2 separate regions of the Mus musculus genome follow, and region 1 is linked to region 2. The links are chromatin contacts, called in public HiChIP or PLAC-seq maps. All regions are on one chromosome and are shown on one strand. The core of a region is the stretch at or near the end of the contact, and the rest is flanking DNA. Distances in the headings are between cores, read along the strand shown.

What was found. HiChIP or PLAC-seq counts read pairs in DNA pulled down with a chosen protein or histone mark.
Region 1: a contact with region 2 is called in an H3K27ac HiChIP or PLAC-seq map of embryonic stem cells, with 6 times the contacts expected there. The contact joins the promoter of Ifngr2 here to the promoter of Hunk in region 2. A contact is called at or near these places in 2 of 39 promoter capture datasets (hippocampal neurons and pre-B cells) and 1 of 115 datasets of contacts at active chromatin or transcription factors (embryonic stem cells).

Annotation. Positions count from the first base shown.
Region 1 is chr16:91,544,296-91,548,885 of GRCm38.p6, reverse strand. Ifngr2 (interferon gamma receptor 2) reads right to left here and starts at 1,827. Exons shown (of 7, transcript NM_008338.4): 1 at 1,654-1,827. The coding sequence starts at 1,723.
Region 2 is chr16:90,383,451-90,387,854 of GRCm38.p6, reverse strand. It overlaps Hunk (hormonally upregulated Neu-associated kinase), which reads right to left and starts at 1,458. Exons shown (of 11, transcript NM_015755.2): 1 at 1,139-1,458. The coding sequence starts at 1,399.

The DNA of each region.
Region 1 (4,590 bases), core at 578-3,077, 1.2 Mb before region 2:
CCTTTCAAAGCCTTGTTTCCGGGGCTGTGAGATGGCCCGGTGGTTAAGGGCACTTGCTACTCTATTAGAGTTCTAGCCCCAGCAGGGCAGCTCAGAACTATTTATAGCTCCAGTTCTGGGAGATATGATGGCCTCTTTTGGCTTCCGTAAGCACCAGGAACTCAAGTGGTGCATAGACATACATAGACATGCAGGCAAAACATGAATATGTTGTTAAAAGCAATTTTATGATTCCTGAGGGCCATTCATAACCTATGGAACAGTTATGGGAATCTTCTCATTACCTGTTGGCCGCAAGAACAATGTCAATATTTTCACTCTGCACTGTGACTAAAAGGGTTTCTTTTAAACATATCCTAGTTTTTCTTTTAAAAAAAAAGTGTGAAAATTTCGCGTTAAGAGTGGCATGAGAGTCTAAGAAATTTACAAAAGGCTACCATTTTCAAAATATCTAAGGATCCAATTTGTTGTTAATGAGCCACAGACCACGACTTTTGTGGAGCATAATAAAAAGTTAATCATTAGAAAAATGTCTGTTGTAAAGTTTCTAAATACGCCTATCAACTTCTGAACACATAGTTCACAGACATCTCAGACAATCGCAGGCTCTCCTCCAAAGGAGACCTGTGTGTGTGGGTGTGTCAGACACAGATTGCTCAAGGCAAAATGGGGAACATCAGAGCCAGGGTTTAAAGTCTTTGTCTGACTCCAGGAGAACAAGTTAACTGCGTAACCCACTCATCCTCCTGTGCTCCTCTGCCCTTAAGGAGAAAGGGAACTTAAGGGCCTTTGCAGGGATGCTGACAGAGGACCAACTAACTCCTCAACACCACTTCCAATGGGAGGGAACGTCCCAATTCGTAGGCTTATTTAACTAATGGCCAAACTATAAAAAAAACAAAATAAACAACAACAGCAAGACCCACTGAGTAAACCAAGCCGGCCCGGCCGGCCAGAAACTTCAGGACCCCTTTTTCTCATCCTGAGTTCTGTGTTTTCACAAGGGTGCACCCCACTACCACTGTGGACTCCAGATATCCAAGCTTTGATATGATCTCTGCACGGGAAAGAACCCAGCAAAATATAATCACGTAGGAAGAATGTTCTTGGTTAGTGATGTCTTTCTTTTGTTGGTTTTGATGACTGGCTCATAAATACAGTCAGGTTGGTGACAAAAGTGGGAAGTTGAACCCCGGTAAAGGGCTGTGTGGGCGGAGTAGGATAGAGCTGAGATTAAAAGTGTGCCTCAGCTGACCCTCTGTCCCCATACACTGGAGGGGACACAGGCATTTCTGCTCCCCATCTATAAGATCCCGAGGAACTGAGTACGAGGATTTTATAGGCTGCCCAGACAAATACTGGTCCTGCCCGTCAGCTGATCTCCCTGGCACCAAGGAGCCAAAGACGAACTGGGCTCTCCACCTCCAGGCCTGGAATTCCCCGTGGTCCACGCTACACTCACTGCAGCTCCCTCTTGCAGATTCCTCCTGGTCGGTGCCCCGTCCGATCGCGGTCACCCGCAGATCGGGAACGACTGCAGAACCCCACCCTGTGCCGGGTGCAAGCTCCCGGAGCCACCCACGCGCGGACGCGACACCCAGGAGAGCCCGAGGAGTCGGGGGTGGGGTGGGGGGTCTCCTGGGTCGCGCTTACCTGGCGAGGACGCCGCGGCACCGAGCCCACAGAGCAGCAGCGACGGCAGCCACAGTGGCAAAGGCCGCATGGCCCGGGCGGCCCGGGACCGCGGGGTGGACGCCGCTCAGACTCGCACCGCAGCGGCCATGGCGAGCCGAGCGCCCGCCTCTTCCCCAGCCTAGCCGCAGAGCCGCCTCGCCCCGCCTGCGTCCCGCCCCGCCCCCACCGCGCCCGGCCCCGCCCCCGCCCGGCCCGTGGGGACTTTCCCCGGTGTTCCCGGGAACCGCGGCCCCCGCAGCCCAGCACACAGCCCCGGTGACTCCGGCCACACCTCGCCGAGCCGACCTCCAATGTGTGGCCAGAGATCTCTAGTACCATCCTTCTGGAGAGACCCGTGGACACCCATCCCCACCCTACCCCACCCCACTTCGGACTCCCGCCACGTACGATTTAAGGACCCATTTATTTTGAATTCTGTTCTCTTTAATGACCGGAAAGATCGTGCTAAGCTTTGAATCCTTTTAAGCAAAGGGCTACTTAAGGGTATAGCAGAGAGGACCCTCTAGGCCGTGGTGTCACAGAGGAAGAAAAGCTAGAGGAACTGTACTGGTTGCTTAATAGTCTGTGGGTTTGGCCCTCTGTGGCTGTGAAGCTACGAGGAAGTGACCCCAGAGCAGGGCAGGGATAGGCTCCCAGCCTGAGCCTTCCCCAGTGGCCAGCCTGTTGGCAGAGACGTTCACACCTCGGCCACAAAAAAGGGGGCAACGAAAGGAATGGTTAGAGGGAGACAAGAGTCAAAGAAAGGGGTCATCGAACCGCAGCTATTGCTCCTAACCGCTGAGGCCTCAGTCTTAGGAAGCCACTTTAAACTGTAGTTGAAGCTGGCCTTGAACTTCACAGATCCTCACATCTCTACCTCTCAGGGGTTAGTCGTGGGCCCCCAAACCCTTCCCTTGTGCCTGTGGCTCCAGAAGTTGGCCTGTTATAAAAATACGTGATGAAATTATCTAGCAAAAATTTGAACTATGACTTGAGAATTTCAAGACCCAGAAATGTACTTACATGCCAAGGAGAAGAGGAGGGCTGTGGGGATCCTCTCAACAGGACGTGTTGAAAACCGCAGAGGAGAGAAAACCTAACCACACAGGCTGTGGATTATAAGTATACCCCTCTGAGTGCCCCGTGCCCTGCCCCCGGCATGTTTTATTTTTATGAGACAGGGTAAGGAAAAGGACTCAGCTAAAGCCACGAAGGACCTGTGATCACTAAGCTTTTCAGCCTGTGGTCTTGACCCCAAATGGTAAGCCTTTGGAAGTGCTACTACTGCCTCACCCCACTCCCTACCACACCCCTGTCTAGAATCTCCCTCCCTCAGCACAGTGCTAAGGGCATATTCCCTGGATCTGTACCCCATGCCTCAAGCATACAACCCCCCAAAGACAAGCGTTTCTCTCCTTTCCCCAAGGCAACTTTGTCAGGGCAAGGCCAGCTAGGTGCTGGCATCCACTCTCTTGCCCTTCCTGCCTAGAGGAACCCTGATGTCGTTGATAGCTGAGTCTTCTGTTGAGATCTGGCAGCTGGCAGCGGAAGATAACAGGAACTCCGGTCTGGCATTTCCTGTGTGTGTAGCACTCCTGGCTCTGTCTGTCCCTCTGAGCAACTGCTTTGATTGTGCTGTGTGCCGCCATTTCTGTGTTCTCTCTCTTACCTCCCCATTGCTTCTCCCCTTTGGAGGTAGGCTTATTGTGGACACAGCAAAAGACTAAACCTTAGGGTGTTTTATTTGCATCTTCCAAAACCATGAGAGCAAAGACTGGTCCCAGCACTGCATGAACACAATCACAATGCTTTCAAAAATATTTATGTGTGTGTGTGTGTGTGTGTGTGTGTGTGTGTGTGTGTGTGTGTGTGCAGGGCCCTGTGGAGATTATCACCTCCCAGGAAGTGAAGTTACATATGGCTGTGAGGTCCTGGAATTCTGGGCCTTTGCAAGAGCATCAGGCCCTCTTAACTGCTGAGCGAATCTCCAGTCCCTGGAGATCTGCAAAGTAGGAGATTTTAGCCACTTTGATAAGGCTTCTGTGTCTTTCCTCTTGAAGTTTCTATCTGACACACTTCTCACATAGGGAAGTGTCCGGTAGCTATGAGAGTCTTGAGAAATGCCATGTTTTATAGCTTATGTAGAGCAACAGTAGTTGTGAAGTGAAAACAAAGTTTTTTTCTTTTTTTTCTCCTTTAAAGATTTATTTATTATATGTAAGTACACTGTAGCTGTCTTCAGACACCCCAGAAGAGGGCATCAGATCTCATTATGGATGGTTGTGAGCCACCATGTGGTTGCTGAGATTTGAATTCAGGACCTTCTTCGGAAGAGCAGTCAGTGCTCTTAACTGCTAAGCCATCTCTCCAGCCCCAAACGAACTTTGTAAGCCAACAATTATTTTTTCTCCAATTTTTTATTAGATATTTTCTTCATTTACATTTCAAATGCTATCCCGAAAGTCCCCCATACCCTCCCCCACCCCCACCCCCGCTCTTCTACCCACCCACTCCCACATCTTGGCCCTGGTGTTCCCCTGTACTGGGGCCTATAAAGTTTGCAAGACCAAGGGGCCTCTCTTCCCAATGATGGCCAACTAGGCCATCTTCTGCTACATATGCAGCTAGAGACACAAGCTCTGGGGGTACTGGTTAGTTCATATTGTTGTTCCACTTATAGAGTTGCAGACCCCTTTAGCTCCTTGGGTACTTTCTCTAGCTCCTCCATTGGGGGCCCTGTGTTCCATCCAATAGCTGACTGTGAGCATTCACTTCTGTGTTTGCCAGACACCGGCATAGCCTCACAAGAGACAGCTATATCAGGGTCCTTTCAGCAAAATATTGCTGGCGTATGCAATGGTGTCTACGTTTGGAGGCTAATTATGGGATGGATCCCTGGGTGCAGCAGTCTCTAGA
Region 2 (4,404 bases), core at 209-2,708:
AAAGGGGCACCCCACTTGGAATGGCTACAGAAAAAGAAGATAAAGTCAAAGGGTGATGGAACCCAGTGCTCAAATGTAGGGGTTTCCAGGACAACAGAAACCAAGAGGAAATCAAAGGTATCCAGAGGCTAGAAAATGACTAGTGTGGTGGCCCTGGCCTGTCACCAGACTTCTCACAGTTCATCACTGTCACAAACCCCTAGGCTGGGCAAGGAAACCCAGAGCAGCAGGCCCGAGGGCTTGGCCCTTGGGCTATTTGCTGCTAGGACCGGCTGAGTTCCCCTCCTCCGCCCGCGCGGACAACCCCCAGCCTGGGTGATTAGAGTATTGGGTCCCTACAAAGATACCAGTTTGGCAGCCCAGAGCAATTCCCTGCCTGAGGCCACCCAGCCTCAAAAGTAAGTCAGCTTCTTGGGTTTCTTTTCACAAATCTAAGTTAACACCTGAGATCTGCCCGCACCCGGCCTGGCAAGAGTTCACTCTCTCACTTCTAATTAGGTCGAAGTAGAGTCCCTCCGGGTGTGGGGGAGGGGCCCCTTTCCTTTACTGTCTTCTAGAAAGATGAAAAGGTATCTGCAAACTTCTAGAGTCCAGGGCCTGTGTAGTTCTGCACCTGCCAAAAGCAGGATCGTTACTCCAACAGTTGCCCCAGCCCACACGGGGGGAGAGGGGAGCTTACAGGGCCCCAACTCCCCTCCACGTCCTCGCCTGAGCCCAGGAGGGATGAAACTCTAAGCAACCTCAGACTGGCTGCCTTGCTCTCCCGCCGCCGCACATTCCACAGGCAAAGCTGAACCCCAGCCTGGATCTAGTTCCCGCCTCTGCACTGATCCATGCCCCTACCGCAGGACCCTCCACCGCCACCTCTCCCCTCCCTTCCCTGGCGTCCGCCAGGCGGCACCCTTCCAAAACAAAACAGAAAGACGGTGCGGGGTAGCTTCGCGGGTACATCTATCTGCCCGGGTACCCCACCCCACGAACGTGAGCCCATCACCACCATCATCCATCAGTAGGTGCCCGGTGGCCCACTAGGAGAGCCTGAGCGTGCGTCTAGCCACACTGGGTTGGAGAGCCAGGCTGAGTGCTCGCGGGACAGTGCTCCCGGGTCCTCCCGCCAGGCCCGCGCACCCCAGCTCACCTTTTCTCCCGTCAGCACGTGCAGCCCCTCGCGCACCTTGGCGAAGGAGCCCTCTCCCAGCTTCCTGCTGCCGATGAGGTAGTTGCCCACGCGCTTGTGGTGCTGGAAGTCCCGGAGCCGCTCGCGGGACACGCCGCTCACCCAGGCGGGCAGGAAACTTCCCTCGCAGGCCGCCGCCGGCCTGGTCGTGTCCTCCGCGCCTCCATCGCCCCCCGGTGCCGCCGGCTCGCCCAAGAGCCCGTCCCCCGCCGCTGCCGGCATCGCGCTCGCTCGGCTCCCGCGCTCGCAGCCGCTCCTCCTCCGGCTCCCGGGGCTGCCCTGGCTCCTCCTGCCGCCGCCCTGGACCCGGCCCCGCCCGGCCCGGGTCTCTGTGCTCACGCCCCCCGCGCCTCTGTGCTAGCGCCGCGCGCAGACAATAGCTGGCGACCGGGCGACCGGGGACCCGCCCCCGAGAAGTTCGTCCTCCGAGGATCGATCGCCCAGATCGCGCCCGCGGTCCCGTCTGGTGCCCCGATCGGCTGTGAGAGGGAACAGCGGCTGCTGGTCCGAGAGGGGCACAGTCCGGTGGCGGAGTCCCCCAAGCCCGGGCGCCGCCGCCCTCTGGCCCGCCGGGTCCTCAGCGGTGCTCCCCGGGGCCGCTCCCGCCGGAGAGGAGCGCGCGGCGGGCTGCAGGCGCCCTCTGGAAGGCAGCAGAAGAAAGCCCCATTCAGTTTGAATTTGCAGAAATTTAATCCGCTCGCGGGCGGCGGGGACAGAAGCGAGCTCCACTCCGCAGCTTGAGCACTTTCAAATCCCTCGTAGCCCCTCCTTCCTTCCCCGCGCGCAACAGCCGAACTCGACCCTCGCTGGAGAGGGGAGGGGAAGGGAGCGGCGGAGTGGGCGGCGAAGCCACCTGAGCGCCAGACAGGGGGACCCCGCGCGGCCGCGTAGACGCGCGCTCCTGGGCTGCCCAAGACCTGCTGCCTCCCGGGGTGCGGATCGCGCAGGTTCTGAGCTTGAGCTTTCTGGCCCTTTCGAGAGTGAATGTCCTCACCAACAGCACCCACCATAGGCAGGGGAAAGAGAAAGAGAAGCTTTGGACTGTAGCAGAGTTGGATACCCAACCCAGAACCTGGCACACAGTAGGGACTATGGAAGATGGGTGGGTGGGTACCTAGCAGGCTATGTGTCGGGGCTCGCACACATACTCGATTGCTGTTGTCCGTGGAGAAGCAGCCGCCACAGCTAACAGTAGTGGCGGCAGCGTAGGAACCAGGGCGTTTGCTGCTTGTGCGCGTTCGTTTGCCCCCTCTCTGCTTTCCTTAGAGATGATGTATTGCAGGGTGAGCCGGACCGGACCGGACCGGAGCCTCACTGCTCCTGAATGCTTTTATTCTGCGGGCTCTGTGAGTGCACTGATTTCACCTAAACAATAAACATAAACAGCCTGAGACACCTACCCATTATTCTCCAGGATCCCCAATATATTCCTGAAGCGAAATGAGAGACACACACACACAAAAAGGATGCGGAGAGGGCTTTCCAAAATGCGACCTGTTGAGGTGCCCGCGTCTAATGCAAATTTAACCTCTGATCACACATCATCTGAGCTCAAAGGGAGGATTCGGTCCTAACAAAGTTCATTTCATTGTTTACCCCGCAGTAAACAGTTATGACATCATCGATCCACATTTATGCTCTGAGGTGGGGGAGGGGACACAGCTGTCACCCATCCAGTCTTGGGGCGGGGAAGATCCCTTTCCTGGCCTATCTAGAAAGTAACCCCCAAAATGACCGTTTTTCAAGTTCAGGCATCTGTTGGTTTGAACCACGCATAAGCTGTGAGTCTCCACCCTTGCTATTATGACCGAGTCTAGTCTTGTCTTGGGTTGGGGTCTCATTGCTCTGGATTTCCTACGTTAAAGACAAGCTTTCCACTGCTTTCTTGCTGTACTTGAGGGACGCCTTAGCTCCTACAGTTTCTGCAGGGCTCATCCAAACATTTTCACGTTTCTAATTCAGTAATTGAATTTTTTAAAGGCAGGAAGTGGGGAGAGGGAGAAGATGCTAGGTTCAAAGTGTGGGGAGAATAAAGCCCATTTTGGGGGTGAAGCCCATTTCCTTCAGGAAAGGATTTAAAGTTTCCCAATATTGCATTAATTAAATTTTAGGAAATTAGCTCTTTGTGAAAATTTAGAGATTCATTTGTTGCAATTTAAGGCAAATCCCAGAGAGTACTCATCGTTTAAGGGGGAGGAGGGGGAGGGTGGGGGGAAGGCAGGGGACGGTGCTTCATAAGTAGTGGAAGTCACTTATGATAAAATAGTGACTTTCTTTCCTCTTAATGTTTTGATTATACCCTCCCAGGGTAGAGGTCAGGAAATGGGTGAAGAAGAGAGAAAACACAGGCCCCTTAAATCTTCAAGCCTCCTGCTATCTGGGTCTGGTCCAAGCACACTGCTGATTCTATTGGCTGGGATGGATGCCAAAGGGAAAGAGAAGTTCAAATCCTACCCCTGCCTGAGCTTAGTAACTGGTTTTTGAATTACAGTTTCTACTGTCTAAAGTGGCCTTGCTCAATAAGGCCAGAGCTTCATTTCATAAGACGAATAAGCACACGAGATACTGGATCACTCTCCCAGGAGGAATTCTAGAAGTACAGGGCAGAGGACCAGTCACCTGCCATTGAAGAGCCTCTACTAACCCCCAACCCACCCCCTGCAAGCTTGTAGGGTTCCTCTAGGCGTTACAGGTTATCTGTCTTTGGAATAGAGAGATGGCTCAATGGTTAAGAGCATACACAGCTCTTCCAGAGGACCAGAGTTCAATTCCCAGAATTTATATTAATTTGCTTGCAATGGCCTGTAACTCCAGGCTCAGGGGATCAAAGGCTCTTTTCTAGTCTCCAAAGGCACCTGCACTCAGATGCACATCACATCACATCAGAGAGAGAGAGAGAGAGAGAGAGAGAGAGAGAGAGAGAGAGAGAGTTTCCAACTGCTGCTTCTGGGTGGTTTTCACCCAACATATGTGTTCCATTAGAAGAAGTCCTTCCCAACCAACGAGCTGCCATAGATGATGGACCCTCGGTTCTTCTCAGGGCATTCCACTCAGCTTCGCATCTGCCTTCTATCCTCCATGTTGCTTACTGGCTGTCTTTCTTTTTAGACTCAGTGGACAGGGGCTGTGCCTGTTTGGTTTGCATTTTGCCCTTTCGGTACCCAGCATAGTGTCTGAGCTGCAGACCTGTCTAAAGAGTATTTGTTGACTGAGTGCAAAAAGGCAAT